4 separate regions of the Sus scrofa genome follow, and regions 1, 3 and 4 are each linked to region 2. Evidence: chromatin contacts called from public Hi-C, HiChIP or PLAC-seq and promoter capture Hi-C data. All regions are on one chromosome and are shown on one strand. The core of a region is the stretch at or near the end of the contact, and the rest is flanking DNA. Distances in the headings are between cores, read along the strand shown.

The links. Promoter capture Hi-C pulls out the DNA fragments that hold promoters and counts their contacts. Hi-C and Micro-C count contacts between places; a contact is called where the count stands out from the background. HiChIP or PLAC-seq counts read pairs in DNA pulled down with a chosen protein or histone mark.
Region 1: a Hi-C map of liver shows a contact between it and region 2, with 4 times the contacts expected there. The contact joins the promoter of PSMD10 here to the promoter of PRPS1 in region 2. A contact is called at or near these places in 3 of 47 Hi-C or Micro-C datasets (heart right ventricle, liver and skeletal muscle) and 1 of 2 datasets of contacts at active chromatin or transcription factors (alveolar macrophages).
Region 3: a contact with region 2 is called in an H3K27ac HiChIP or PLAC-seq map of alveolar macrophages. The contact joins the promoter of NLRP12L here to the promoter of PRPS1 in region 2. A contact is called at or near these places in 1 of 5 promoter capture datasets (liver), 1 of 47 Hi-C or Micro-C datasets (heart right ventricle) and 1 of 2 datasets of contacts at active chromatin or transcription factors (alveolar macrophages).
Region 4: a contact with region 2 is called in a promoter capture Hi-C map of liver, with 9 times the contacts expected there. The contact joins the promoter of RBM41 here to the promoter of PRPS1 in region 2. A contact is called at or near these places in 1 of 5 promoter capture datasets (liver) and 1 of 47 Hi-C or Micro-C datasets (embryonic fibroblasts).

Annotation. Positions count from the first base shown.
Region 1 is chrX:88,547,221-88,550,242 of Sscrofa11.1, forward strand. PSMD10 (26S proteasome non-ATPase regulatory subunit 10) reads right to left here and starts at 1,373. Exons shown (of 5, transcript XM_001926907.5): 1 at 1,188-1,373. The coding sequence starts at 1,301. It overlaps ATG4A (cysteine protease ATG4A), which reads left to right. Exons shown (of 14, transcript XM_021079700.1): 2 at 1,435-1,611.
Region 2 is chrX:88,073,342-88,076,578 of Sscrofa11.1, forward strand. PRPS1 (ribose-phosphate pyrophosphokinase 1) reads left to right here and starts at 1,520. Exons shown (of 7, transcript XM_003135301.4): 1 at 1,520-1,892. The coding sequence starts at 1,771.
Region 3 is chrX:88,401,960-88,405,031 of Sscrofa11.1, forward strand. It overlaps NLRP12L (NACHT, LRR and PYD domains-containing protein 12), which reads left to right and starts at 1,516. Exons shown (of 14, transcript XM_021079745.1): 1 at 1,516-1,607.
Region 4 is chrX:87,573,525-87,576,919 of Sscrofa11.1, forward strand. RBM41 (RNA-binding protein 41) reads right to left here and starts at 1,594. Exons shown (of 8, transcript XM_013983724.2): 1 at 1,507-1,594. The coding sequence starts at 1,514.

The DNA of each region.
Region 1 (3,022 bases), core at 123-2,622, 470 kb after region 2:
TCTCCTGCAGCTGGCTTTGTTTCAGTCATGATCCATACATGGTCCTTAAGTTGCAACTGTTTGTTGTGTTTCTTGTCTTTTGATCTTGAATAGTTTCTCCCATTTTTATGCCATTCATTTGATGAAGAATGGTTAGAAATATTATTAAATCTTAACTTAATATTGTTAAATTAAATCGAAAGTATTAAATATTACCAGACCAAAACGATGGTAAACTAGGCAAAGGCATTTTCAGGTTGAGCAATAAAGGAAAGTTCCAGAAAAAAGTCTTCTGATTTCTAACTCTCTTTCCAAAGACACAAAATGGAGATTTGTAAGTACGTGCTTAGCACGATACCTGTCCTATAGGAGGCAATCTATAAATATTTGTTGGTTTGCTGAGGGCACCGTGAATCTTGAAGTATGTGGGTCCTTTAAGCAGGTGGGCAGAAACAAACACTTCCCAAGGTCCACTCCCGTTCCACCTCTGCCTAGAATGTCCGTTCATCCGCGGGGAAATCTCACTCATCCTTCCAAAATAAAACCAACCTTCCCTCCTTTGCAAAGCCTTTTCAGTTACGACAACATTTGGCTTTTCTAATCGAGATTAAATCAGGTCCTTCTATGACAGGTGCTTCTGAAAGCACCACGTCAACTTCCCTCCCGGGTATTTACCACTATCTATGATTGGATATGATTGGGGATTATTTTATTAACGTCTGCCCCTTCCATTCGACTGTATCCCCAGCTCCCAGCAAACTGCCAGGCACAGAAGAGGAGTTCAGTTACAAGTGTTCCATTGAGTAAAATCACCAATGAATGCAAGGAAACACGTTTCAAAACACCAAAAACTTTCCTTCTCACGGATAACTCAAAGATGGGGCATTTTTGAGAAACGCGCTAAACGTTCTAGAAATATCCAATATGCAGCAAGCTAAGTACTGGGGGGAAAAAAAAACCCGCAAACAAACAGAAAAACAGTGACGGTCTGCAGGGCTAGCTCCGGCCGCCTGATCTCAAGGCCTGAGATGACCCTGGGGTAAGGATGGGGCGGCGGGGGAGGGGATCTAGCCTTCTCGGAACCGGCCTCCCCCTGGGATGGGATGGGCTGGGCTGGGCTGGGCCGGGCAGCCACGTTGGGCTCCGCGGCCACGTTGGGCTCCGCAGCCACCGCCGCCGCCTGCGGAGAGGCCCCAGCGCTGTTTTACCTGGTCAGTCCTAGTGGCAAGGGATTTATCGGCCAGGATCCTCTCCTTCAACTCTTCCAGCTTTCCGCTGTAGGCCAGGTTGCAGACCATTAGGTTAGACACACACCCCTCCATTTCGCTTTCCCAGGATCTCGGTGAAGCCAGACCAAAGACCGCCTCACGTCGCCGGCTCCCACTGCCAATCAAAAAAGCCAGTAGAATCCACCAATCACCGATCTCCCTCGTTCCTTTGCTTCTTTTCCCATAGCAGGGCGCCTCTGGGAGTTGAAGTTCGAGCGCAGTTCCGGGAGGGGAGGCGCCTTTCCCGCTCTCTCCAACTCGGCCCCTAGCACCGCGGAACTACGAGTCCCAGGGTCCCTTGCGGCCGCCGTAGTCAAGTGGCCGGTGGAATTGGCCCAGGATGACAGCTGGAGAATGGAGTCAGGTACGGGGAGCGGCTTCTTGTGGAACTGGGGTGGGTGGTCGCAGTTGAGGCATTGAGTCGGTGACGCCAAATGGGTGCGGAATCACGGTGAGAGGGTTATGGGAGCCTAAAAGTCCTGTCCCTCGGGGGCCCTGACTTGCAGTGGTAAGCGGAAGGGAAAACGGTAGTAACTGAACACTACCTTCAGAACTCGAACCGGTGCCTGTGGCCACCTTACCCCTCGCTGCTGCCACCGCCAAAGGAATGGAATTAATTAGGGGTCAGTTATTCTGACATCTCGGCGGAGTGGCATTAGGGCAAAATTCAGTAACAGTAGTGAGAGCATATGACACCGTAGTAAGGTGATGTGCCAGGGTGATGCCAAAGGCAGGGTGTGATGCCATAGGAGCCACTTGATATCTGAGAGATCTCGGTGAGTTCATGGCCTGGTGACATCACAACTTGATGAGGGTCATCTTGACACTGTGGTATGGTGTTGGCTCTTTAATATCATGATAGTGAAGATGACACTGAGGCTTTACTAGAACTATTAAACTAATAGTGTTTCTATTTATAGAAATCCTAAATAGTGCCATAGCAGAAGAGATGCAAGGCTTATCCTTTATAGGACATATCCAGAAGGACATCATGCCAAAACCAGGTAATAATAAGAATACACTCGGAGTTCCTGTCGTGGCGCAGCGGAAACGAATCCGACTAGGAACCATGAGGTTGCAGGTTCGATCCTTGGCATCGCTCAGTGGGTTAAGGATCCGACGTTGCCCTGAGCTGTGGTAGAGGCTGCAGACGCGGCTCGAATCTGGCATTGCTGTTGCTGTGGCTGTGGGGTAGGCCGGCAGCTGTAGCTCTGTTTCGACCCCTAGCCTGGGACCTCCTGGGACCTCCATATGCTGTGGGTGCGGCCCTGAAAAGACAAAAAGACAAAAAAAAAAAAAAAAAAAGAATGCACTCAAGAAAGAGACTGCTTACGTTTATATTTACCCTGCTGTGGTGTAGAATGTGGTTCTATAAAGAGCCAGATAATAAATATTTTAGACTTTGTGGACCAAAAGGCAAAATTGTGGATAATTTGTAGGTACCTATATGACAAGAGAGAAAACAAATTTCAACAAATGTTTATTGATGAAATTCAAAATATAATAATAATTGAGTACTTTTTGGTAATATGAGACTACTGATGAGAATAATGGAATTCTTTTTTGGAGGGATGACATTTTGTTTATTTGAGGCTAGTAGTCAGTGTTGCCTATCATCAAAATTGTTTCAAATGTGCATCTGTTAATGCTGATCTGTGATGAGATTTTATCTATTATGCCATTTTATCTTTGTGTCTTTTCACATAGATAGGTACTGCCAAATATCAATGTGACTCCACAAACATAGTCTTATAGTCTTATTTTTTATTTAAATA
Region 2 (3,237 bases), core at 270-2,769:
ACTCAGTAAATATTTGATGAATGAAATGCGATGGAAGTCTACTAATATTCTGCCTCGTAGTCTACATCCTTCTTCAAGCATTCCTATACACCGGGGCCTATATTAAATTCCTGAACGTGTAAAATTATGACAAAAGGTCAAAAGGAGAAGTCCTCCATGGGCATTGCTGAAAATGGCAGGAAGGGAGAGCTGGGATGATGTTTTACATGTTTTTTCTGCCTTTGCCACTTGGACAAATTCCTTCCCATCTCTGGTCTCAGTTTCACCGTATGTAAAATAAAGCTAGTAGACTAGATGCTTTCTGAAGTCCCTTCTATTTTTACAGCTTGTAGTTAGGAGCATTATGGCACTCATAACTAAAATTGTATGATTCTAAAATTGTATGATTTTTCTCTTCTAACCCATGATTTGGTATGTTTAATGAAAATGTGGTGGGAGAATAAAGGCCCTCTTTGGTCTAATGAGCAGATACCATTATAAAAATAATAAAACAGGAGTTCCCGTCGTGACTCAGCAGTAACAAACCAGACTAGTATCCATGAGGATGTGGGTTCAGTCCCTGGCCTCACTCAGTGGGTTAAGGATGGAACGTTGCTCCTAGCTCTGGTGTAGGTGGCAGACGCGAATGGGATCAGATTTGCTGTGGCTGTGGTGTAGGTTAGCAGCTACAGCCCCGATTCGACCCCTAGCCTGGGAACCTCCATGTGCCACAGTGCAGCTCTAAAAAAATAAGTAAAAATAATAAAACAGTGGTGTAAAAGGACACATTAGCAACACATAGAATATGATGCCGAGGATAATGGGGCAGGACCAAAAAACAGGTTTTCTGATTCCTTCGAGGCTCTTTATCTGAAGTCCTGTAAGCATATTTTCTCTCCTTTCCCTGGGTCAGGTAAGTCAGACCTTTATTGTTCAGACGTTTCGAAAAATTCATAATTTTCTACTCCTCTGCTTGTCTGAACATGCTTGGTCCCAATGCTAAAAACAAAATGCATCCATCTCTTGCAGTGCCTCTGGATGATTCACAGTCACTTTCCCCTTGGTATTTGTCTTCCAGGCAAAGGCGACACTGAAATTGCTTGTTTGCCCTTTGGATGAGCCTGTGCTATGGGCGTCTGTCAGTGATGCAAACGTGCTTTAATTCAGCCTCTTCCTCACAAAAAGATAAAAATCACGTTCAGAAACATGCAAACTCATGTTCAGAAATCTTTCCTTCATTCTAACGAACCGGGGCTGCCCTCCTAATAAATAGATATTCTTAAGAGAAACTGTAAACCAAAGCCAAACTTACTTTCATGTGCTGAAAGAAAAATTAAAAAAAAAAAAAAAAAAAGCGTGGCTGATTTCCCGCTTGCGGGAGAAGTCTGGCCTTATGCGTCACCAGCATCCCTCCACCCCCAGCCAAGCGCGGGTGTCTCGGCTCTCTTCGGAATTGACAGAATTGCTACAGGGGGCGGGGCTATTCCTTAGCCTCGCCCCCTTCATTGGCTTCCAGTCAGTACCTGAGACAGCCGGAGGCAGGCGGAACTACGGCAAGGATCCGCCCCCTCGCTCGCGCTCAGCTAATCGGGGTGGGCGGGGTGTAAACTTCCCTGCTGACCCCGCCTCCCCGGCTCCGGGCAATTTAGAGTCGCGCGCCGGGCGGGAATGTAAGATGGCGGAGTAGCGACGCGAAGTGCTTAGTACTGAGTCTCCGGGCCGACTCAATTCGGATCTAGGCGGCAGCAGCAGGGATCGCTCAACAAAGAGAGCCTAGGGTAGTTGGCCAAGATGCCGAATATCAAAATCTTCAGCGGCAGCTCCCACCAGGACCTATCCCAGAAAATTGCCGACCGCCTCGGCCTGGAACTGGGCAAGGTGGTGACTAAGAAATTCAGCAACCAGGAGACTTGGTGAGGATGAAGTTGGGACCCGACCGGCCTCACCTGCCGGGGCGGACAGGGTCACACTTGGGCAGCAGAGGGTAGGGGGATGGGGCCACCGCGTGAGTTCCGCAGGGCCGAGGTGGTGGGGGGGAAGGGGCAGATCGGTAGCGAGCGTGCCCCACGGGCTGTTTCCGTTATTTTACCTCTCGCGGGAGGGTCACGCTAGTTCTCACCGTGCGGTGGGGTGGAGTCAAGATGGAGCAGGAGGCGAAGCTGCTGGGTTTAGACGGCAGGGGCTGGAGGACCCAACGCGGGGATGGAGGCTGCCCTAGAGCGACGAGAGGGGAAACACGTCTAGGCTCGGCAGTGGGGACACGTGGCTTTGTCGCTTCGCTGTTGAGCCATCCAGACCGGACTGGGTTCTCTTCAGAGCTTAGGCCGGCTTGCATGGGAGATCCTACTGCGTACTGAGTCCTCCTAGGCTTTCTCCTAGAGTCTAAGAAGCAGCTTTTCAATTCGAAACGGTGTCGGTCGGATTTTGTGTTGAGGGAGATTGATATTGTGTACTGAGGGCGCCAAAATTACTACCAAGGACTTCCCTCAGATTGGCAGGCGTTGGCTCTTCACATCTTTAGAATCGGAGCCATACTTAACTCAAATCTAGTCGAACGGATAAAATGATGCATTAACTGCATCCTGATTGCCAGCATCTCAGTTGGAGCGATCCAGAAAATCTTAGGGAACCTTAATTCTGAAATCCTCGACTTTTCCAAGTGTAGCTATTGATACAGACAATGCAGAAGCCTATTTTCAGTACCAGAGGCTATCCTGAACTTGCCCACTTCTTTTGACGCTGTGTGGGGAATTTAGGAAACAGTTTTATCCCTGAATGTTATTAAGATAATCAAGGAAAGATGGAGAGGAAGGCCAGGAAGGCATAGTGCATTGCAATGAATTTTTTTCATTGCTAATTAAATTTGCTCCCTCCGAGTTCCACCCTGCTCCCCCATCTTGGGGCCCTCTTATAAGATAACTTGGTCACCTGATCCTTTATACTCTTTCCCTCTAACCAGAGCATCTTCTGGTTCTGATAGGTGTTTTGTGTTTTGTTGTTACCCCATTGATCGAATCAGAGCAGTGCCCACTGTCTTATAGATTCAGCCAGTCATCTGTTAAGGGGGAAGTTCACCCCAGACCCAATGATCAGTTAAATTAGTGAAGATTGCTTTGAACATTTTTCCCTCTATGCTTTTGTTTCCTTTTTTCTTTCTTTAAACTCATTACCAAATTGTAGCTCCCCCCATCCTTTTTAGACCCTGCAGATAAAAGCATTCATCTGTAGTGGACAGCTTCCTGCTGGATGCTTGATCAT
Region 3 (3,072 bases), core at 266-2,765, 330 kb after region 2:
AGTTTATGTGGAGAGCATAAAGTTTCCAGAGTACCATAGTGGTGCTGTTTTACAGCAGCTGATGGCCCAGGTACCTTCCCTGGAGAGGAACAAAAGGAAGTGAAGTTAGAGTCTTCCTCTCTCCCTCCTTTCTGCTGACCTTCTAGTGGTGTCCTTTCAGTCTCTCCAGGTTCTGGGAAGGGATGGGACAGGGATTAAGGGGATAATGGGACACACAACAAATTCAGGCCCTGCAAGATTCAGTACCAAGGCCAGAGAATCCCCAAAGCCCAAATCCTTTGCTATCTATCTCTGGTTCTTAGTTTTTCAACTACGAAGTGAAATGTAGGAGTAATGTCTAAGGTCCCTTCTAGCTCTAACAGTATTAATTTTTTCCGTAAGGGCAAGTTTAGTGAATGTGGTGGTAGGAGCCAAATCTACATACCTACTCTAAGAATGTGACAGGAGGGCAGATCATCAGGAACCTTACGACTAAAACAGAGAAGTGGATAACATGACTGTCACTTAGCGATCTCCACTAGATGCCCTTTGGGGCTGACTGTACTCCTCCATACACACTGAGTTTCATTCAGGGCTCCCCTGCCAATCTCCCCCACTTCCATTTGCCACTTACTTTTTAGCCCTCTCCTCCTTCCTTCTTTACTAAGATGCAAATACTGCTCTAGCTAGCCACTGATCAGTTTTAAATTTTAGGTCAGCTGTCTGATGTCTTCCATATGGCCATGTGGGAAACTGACAAAGACATTCCATTTTCCAAGGGCAGAGCAGGTCACTTGATATAGCAACCAACAAGGGTCCAATGTGCCACCTTTCCCAATCATAGCCCTTCTTCCTCAAACTTCCACTAATGCACCCCTTATGGGGCAGAGGAGAGGGTTGGCATCGCCACTAGTCCAAGTTTTCATTTGATCACTCATTTATTCATTCAATCACACATTTATTCATTCATTCAGCAAATAATTTATTGACAACTTCCTTGTGTCATGCGCTGGAATTCAGTGATGAATAAAATACAGTCTCTGCCCTCATAACACTCACAGTCTAGAGGTGAGGACAGTCACATAATAACAGAAGCTATCACCAATTGATTGCCTACAGTGTCCCTGACACTATTCTAAACACTTGAAATGTAGTAACTAATTTAATTCTCCCAGCAACGCTAGGAGGTAAAGACTAGTATCGGCTCCAAAGAACAGGAATAGTTAATCCCTGTGCCCTTGCCCAGACCAGCAGGTTCCGTGGTGGTGCCTGGAAGCCACTAACAAGGGTTTGGGCTCGGGATGGATAACTTTGGCAGAGCTAAACGAGTTTAGGGCCGGCATCCAGGAAAAAGACCCAGCCTAGTGGCTCCTGGATTCCGGGGGATGACCGGGCAGGATTCGCAGGACCGGGTTAGACACCTTCAAAATCACCCCCGCCGCGGTTTACCCCTCATCTTTTTTCCTCCCCTTTCCCTCCAGCTCCCCAATACCCCCCCTTTCCAGGCCGGCCCCTCCCTCTGAGCCGCCTCCTCTCTGAGTCATTTCCCCTTCCCCGCCCCAAAGACCTTGGCTCTCCCTTACCTCTGACAGAAAGGAGAGGAAGGGCAAACGGGCTTTGGGAATCAGGTGAGCGCTTTCCCCAGTGAGGACAAGAACCTCTCATCGCCTCCGCACTCTCCCCACCCCGCACCCCCCACCCCCCACCGCCCACTGTGTTAGGAGGGACAGGAAATCGAGGGAGTTTCCCTCCAGCTTCACTGTCGTCCAAAGGCCGAGGTGGCCAAGCGTGGGAGGTGCCACACCCCGCCCGGTGTCTCCTGGGATGTGAGGAGGGAGGCGATGGCCCAGTCCGGACAGGGTGAGATCGGCGTACCGGGGAAGGACCGTGCTGCCCGGGCAGCTCGGGGGCAGGGAGGCGGGGTCCACCCAGGAAAGGGGAGGGGGCGGAGCTCCCGAGGAGGCGCGTGTGCAGAGGGGGAACGAGGTGAGCACGCAGGACGCGGGGAACGCGCGAGTGCGCCGAGGGGCGCGGGGTGGGGGGACCCGCGTGCGTGCGGCGCGTGCGTGGGGGGGCCGTGCGTGGGGGGTGCGTGCGTGTAGGCGTGCGTGGGGGGAGGGGAGAGCGGAAGGCAATGCTGAGGGCCGCCGGGGGGTGGGGGCTGAGACCGCGAGCGCGCGGGGACTGAGGTAACGATGTCAGCGGAGCTGCGGCTGACAGCTTCGAGTCAGCTTATTTTTTGAGACGGGGGAGAGGGTGGATCCGTTTGAAAATCTGAGGAAAGCTATTGACCGTCTCCTCAAAACAAAAAAACCAAACCAAAACACATGGTGGTTCCCAGGCCCCCGGACGACCATCCGTAGACCCCAGGCTAGAGCTGAAAGACGGGAGAAGAGCCAGATGGGTGACTTTGGTAGTCGCCCCTGGGTCTGGTGACTCTGCGACAGGGGGACGGAACAGGTGACGGAGCCGTTGCCTCCTCTCTCTGTGGGCCCCTTCTGGGCTTGGAGTGGCTTCGAGGCCGGGTCCTCTGACCTCTGGGACGTGGCGCCTTCAAAGGAGGGCAATTTCTACCAACTGGGTCGTTCCAGCCAGCCCGCGGCGATGGGGAAGGGGCCTCGCCGCCAGGCCCCCCTGAGCTGCCCGCTGGTCAGCCCAGATCTGGGCACTGGCCTCAGACGTGCTGGTCAGCTCGCTGCCCTGGCTGAAGTCGGAGCGCGGGGCTTAGAGGCGCCTAATCCCCTCACCCACCACCCTAGGGTCTCCACAGCCCTAGTGTGGGGGGTGCGACACTTACCCCCGGTTGGGTAAGTGACTAGGAGAGCAGTGGATTGGGGTTCTGATCCCCTCTTTACCGTTAACTAACTGGGATGTGAAGCAATTTCCCTGAGCTTCCTGCGCCTGACTCTCCTCATTAATAAAATGGGAGACTAGCTCACAGCACAGTTGGAAGTGTGACTGAGACTAACATGTTCCAGGCACCCGGAAGCATTTAGTACATAGCAGCATGCCTGGAAATACCAGCATATATATTTCCAGATGAAGTACAAATTGTATTAAGAAAGATTGTATTAAACTGCTGATTTCTTTTCT
Region 4 (3,395 bases), core at 344-2,843, 500 kb before region 2:
TGTTGGGGTTATGATGAGCCCTAGAAGATGTATAAGCAAGATTCCCATATTCTAGAAAGACTTATACCCACTTTGGGAAATTTTTAAATAACCATAGGCTTAGGGTTTTCAAAATTCCTTTTAATTATCTTAATTTTTACTTATTATTTAGAATTCTGAAAGTTTTTGCTAGTTTAAAGTGCCTTTGAAATGAATAAACCAGAGCTAAATACATCAGTACACATGAATTTCAAAAAGAAATGATGAGTGAAAAAAAAAATCGTCACAGAAAAACTCATACAATTATTTGTCTAAATAGAGTCGAAAATTGAATACCACTAGCAGCATTTTGTTCAGATATAAATTCATATGTAGTAAATCTATTTAAAAAGAAAAAAGCAAGGAGATAATTAACACGAAATACTAGATAGCGATTCTCCTCAGTGAGGGAAGAAAAACACTCAGGGGCAGGCACCCTGGGGACTCCTGATACTGACAGTGTGCCAAGGATACTGTATCAATCATACTGCTGTATCAGTTGACACAGTATCTATGATACATGATACTGATAATGTTCTATTTCTAAAGCTTTTAACGGGTACAAGCCTATTCTTATTTAACAACCTGTATATACACATTATTTTGCATGTATGAGTATATCATAAACGTTTAAAAACGTCATTTTGAAATGCAAGGATAATCAGAATTTTTTTAAAAAGATGCTGAAACTGACAGTGCAGGAAATCACTATACCGGTAAGAATTTAAATGTACCACCCTACTCCAGAGTGATTATTCTACTTGCAGAGTGAATACAAAACTAATTTAAGGAGGATCCTTTAAAAAGGCTTTGTGTAGGTCAATAGTAAGCTCAGGCTTTCAACAATGACCAGCCACGTTAAAGCTGCCATTTCCTGCAGAACCGGTAGGGGGAACTGCTCGCAACAATGCTTTTCTTTTCCGATAGTACATGGAACGGGTTTGATACTTTGCTTCTAAATTTGTAGAAACAAAGTACCACTTGCTTACTTTAAGATCTGAAAGCGCTACATGCTCTCCGAGCCCGAGCAAGTTCTCTTTAACACACAAACACTGCAAACAAATGCGCCCTGAGCCCCTCTCTGAGGATGGGGTGGAGGTAGGGCGGGACAGGGAGGGGTCGGCCCATGTTTCTCAGGCGCTGACCAGTTTCATCAGTCAGGCAAGACCCTTTTACCTCGGTGGGTCCCTCTGAAACGGGAAGAAGCCACAGCATCTGTCCAGCTCCCGGGGCCGGCGCCGTGGCCTAGGCTCCTGTACCGGGAGGGCATCCCTACGGGGACCGGAGGCAGCGGCGGCCCTTCCTGAACTTCGCCCCACAGGCCCGTCCAGCCCATCTCCCCTTTTCCCTCCTCCTTTGTCTTCCCGCTCACTCGAAACCCCTTCCCCATAATGTGACATACCCCAAACCCAAAGTAACAAAGCCATTTGAAAAGTTAAAAGGTAGAACAGAGCGCCCTTCACCTCCAGCTCTCAGACAAGCCCTTACCTCTTCATGTTTCCACAGGCCCCTAGCTCTAACTTGGGTAAATAGGCCGCGGACTTCAAGTCCCAGAAATCTGCGCGGCCGACTCCAAGGGGATTGTGGTGGAGCGCGGGACTCTGGGAATTGTAGTCTGCAGCGCTAATAAGCGAATGAGGATGTATTGAGCATTGAGCAACTGGTGTATTCTAGAATTTCTCATGTAGGATAAATGCAACAACCAAAATATCCAGCTTATAAATCTAGGAGTCGCCTTTGACTTCTTGATTCTCATCCAGTATCACCAAATCCTGGCCCCTCTAACTTCCCTCGAATGTGTTCCTATTAATCTTGCCTCTGCTTTCAAGGTGTGGGTATGTGACTGTGGCTGTGTGCGCGCGCCAAATTAGTCACAACAACATTGTTTCTAATAGAATATTGCAAACTTAAATAACCAGGAATATTATACATCCATTGAACAGAAAACTACGCAGCAGTCCCACAGATGACAAAGTTCTCCATGGACTGCTACTGCACAATCTCTAAAATGTATTTAGTGCAAAAACCAAGTACAGAACAATGCATATAGGATGCTTCCATTTGAGTTTTTTTAAAAAGGAATTTATGGACGTTCCCGTAGTGGCACAGTGGAAACGAATCCGACTAGGAACCATGAGGTTGCAGGTTGGATCCCTGGCCTCACTCAGTGGGTTAAGGATCTGGCATTGCCATGAGCTGTAGTGTAGATCACAGATGCAGCTCGGATCTGGCATTGCTGATGCTCTGGCATAGGCCGGCAGCTACAGATCCAATTCGACCCCTAGCCTCGGAACCTCCATATGCCACGAGTGCGCCCTTAAAAAAGACAAAAGACAAAAAAAAACGGAATTTATTCATGTGTTTGCTTATATATACAATATCTCTTGGAAAACATATTGACAAGTGGTAAGTAAATGACTCCAGGTAGAGGAACTGGATGGTGAGGGGTAAGAATGGGAAAAACTTTTCACTCTATCTTCTAGTATCCTTTGAAATTTGAACTACATGATTATATTACCTAATTAATATTTTGTTAAAGAGAACCTTTGTTATATCACGAAGAGCCAAAGAAGAAAAAGATCATGGGTTTGAGGGGGTCACAGCTTGGATTCTCAGTTCCCACAATTATTGACAATAACCGTAGGCAATCTGGACTTGAACTTTAGCTTTGGCAAGTTACAAGATTATGTCATTAAGTTTCTTTAACTGGTCTAGGCCAGTTTCTTCAACTGTAAAATGGGGATAATTCCTCAGAATAGGGTGCTTATAAAGCACCACACAAAAGAATGGTTTTAAAATCACTTTGAAGGGTGGTCATCTATGAGCAAATATTCCAAGTTTATCCAGTAGGTTTAGCTTTATTAAAACTGACTGTACTACAGCACACAAATTAAGAGGATAAGACCAAAGAGCAGCTGCTGGAAGACATTGTACTTCCTATGCCGAGAATTTCTAACAGACGAGAATGTCATGGAAAATATTAGTTTTTCAAAACCTGTCATATGAAAATAACTGCTCTTGAAGCACACAGATGAATGGATGCAGCTCTAATACGTACCACTTTGTGGCTTTGGTGCAGAACAGGGACGAATGTAAGCAAAAACAAAGTGTGGGTCATACCAGGTAAATCCTATATGGTGGTGGGGCTGGATTCTGCTGCTCAACCAAACTGTCCAATTGACACATTGGTCAACAAGGAAATGGAAAAATACAGCAAGGTTGCTGGTGTGCCTGTCCCCTGGGAAGGTGTCAAAGGGTGAAACAAATACTACACTGACCCCCACACCAGACTTGTATACAACTTCTAAAAATACATCTTATTGGTACTGAGGTGATACACACTACATTACAAATCCACTAGGTGGGATGAGTGGAGA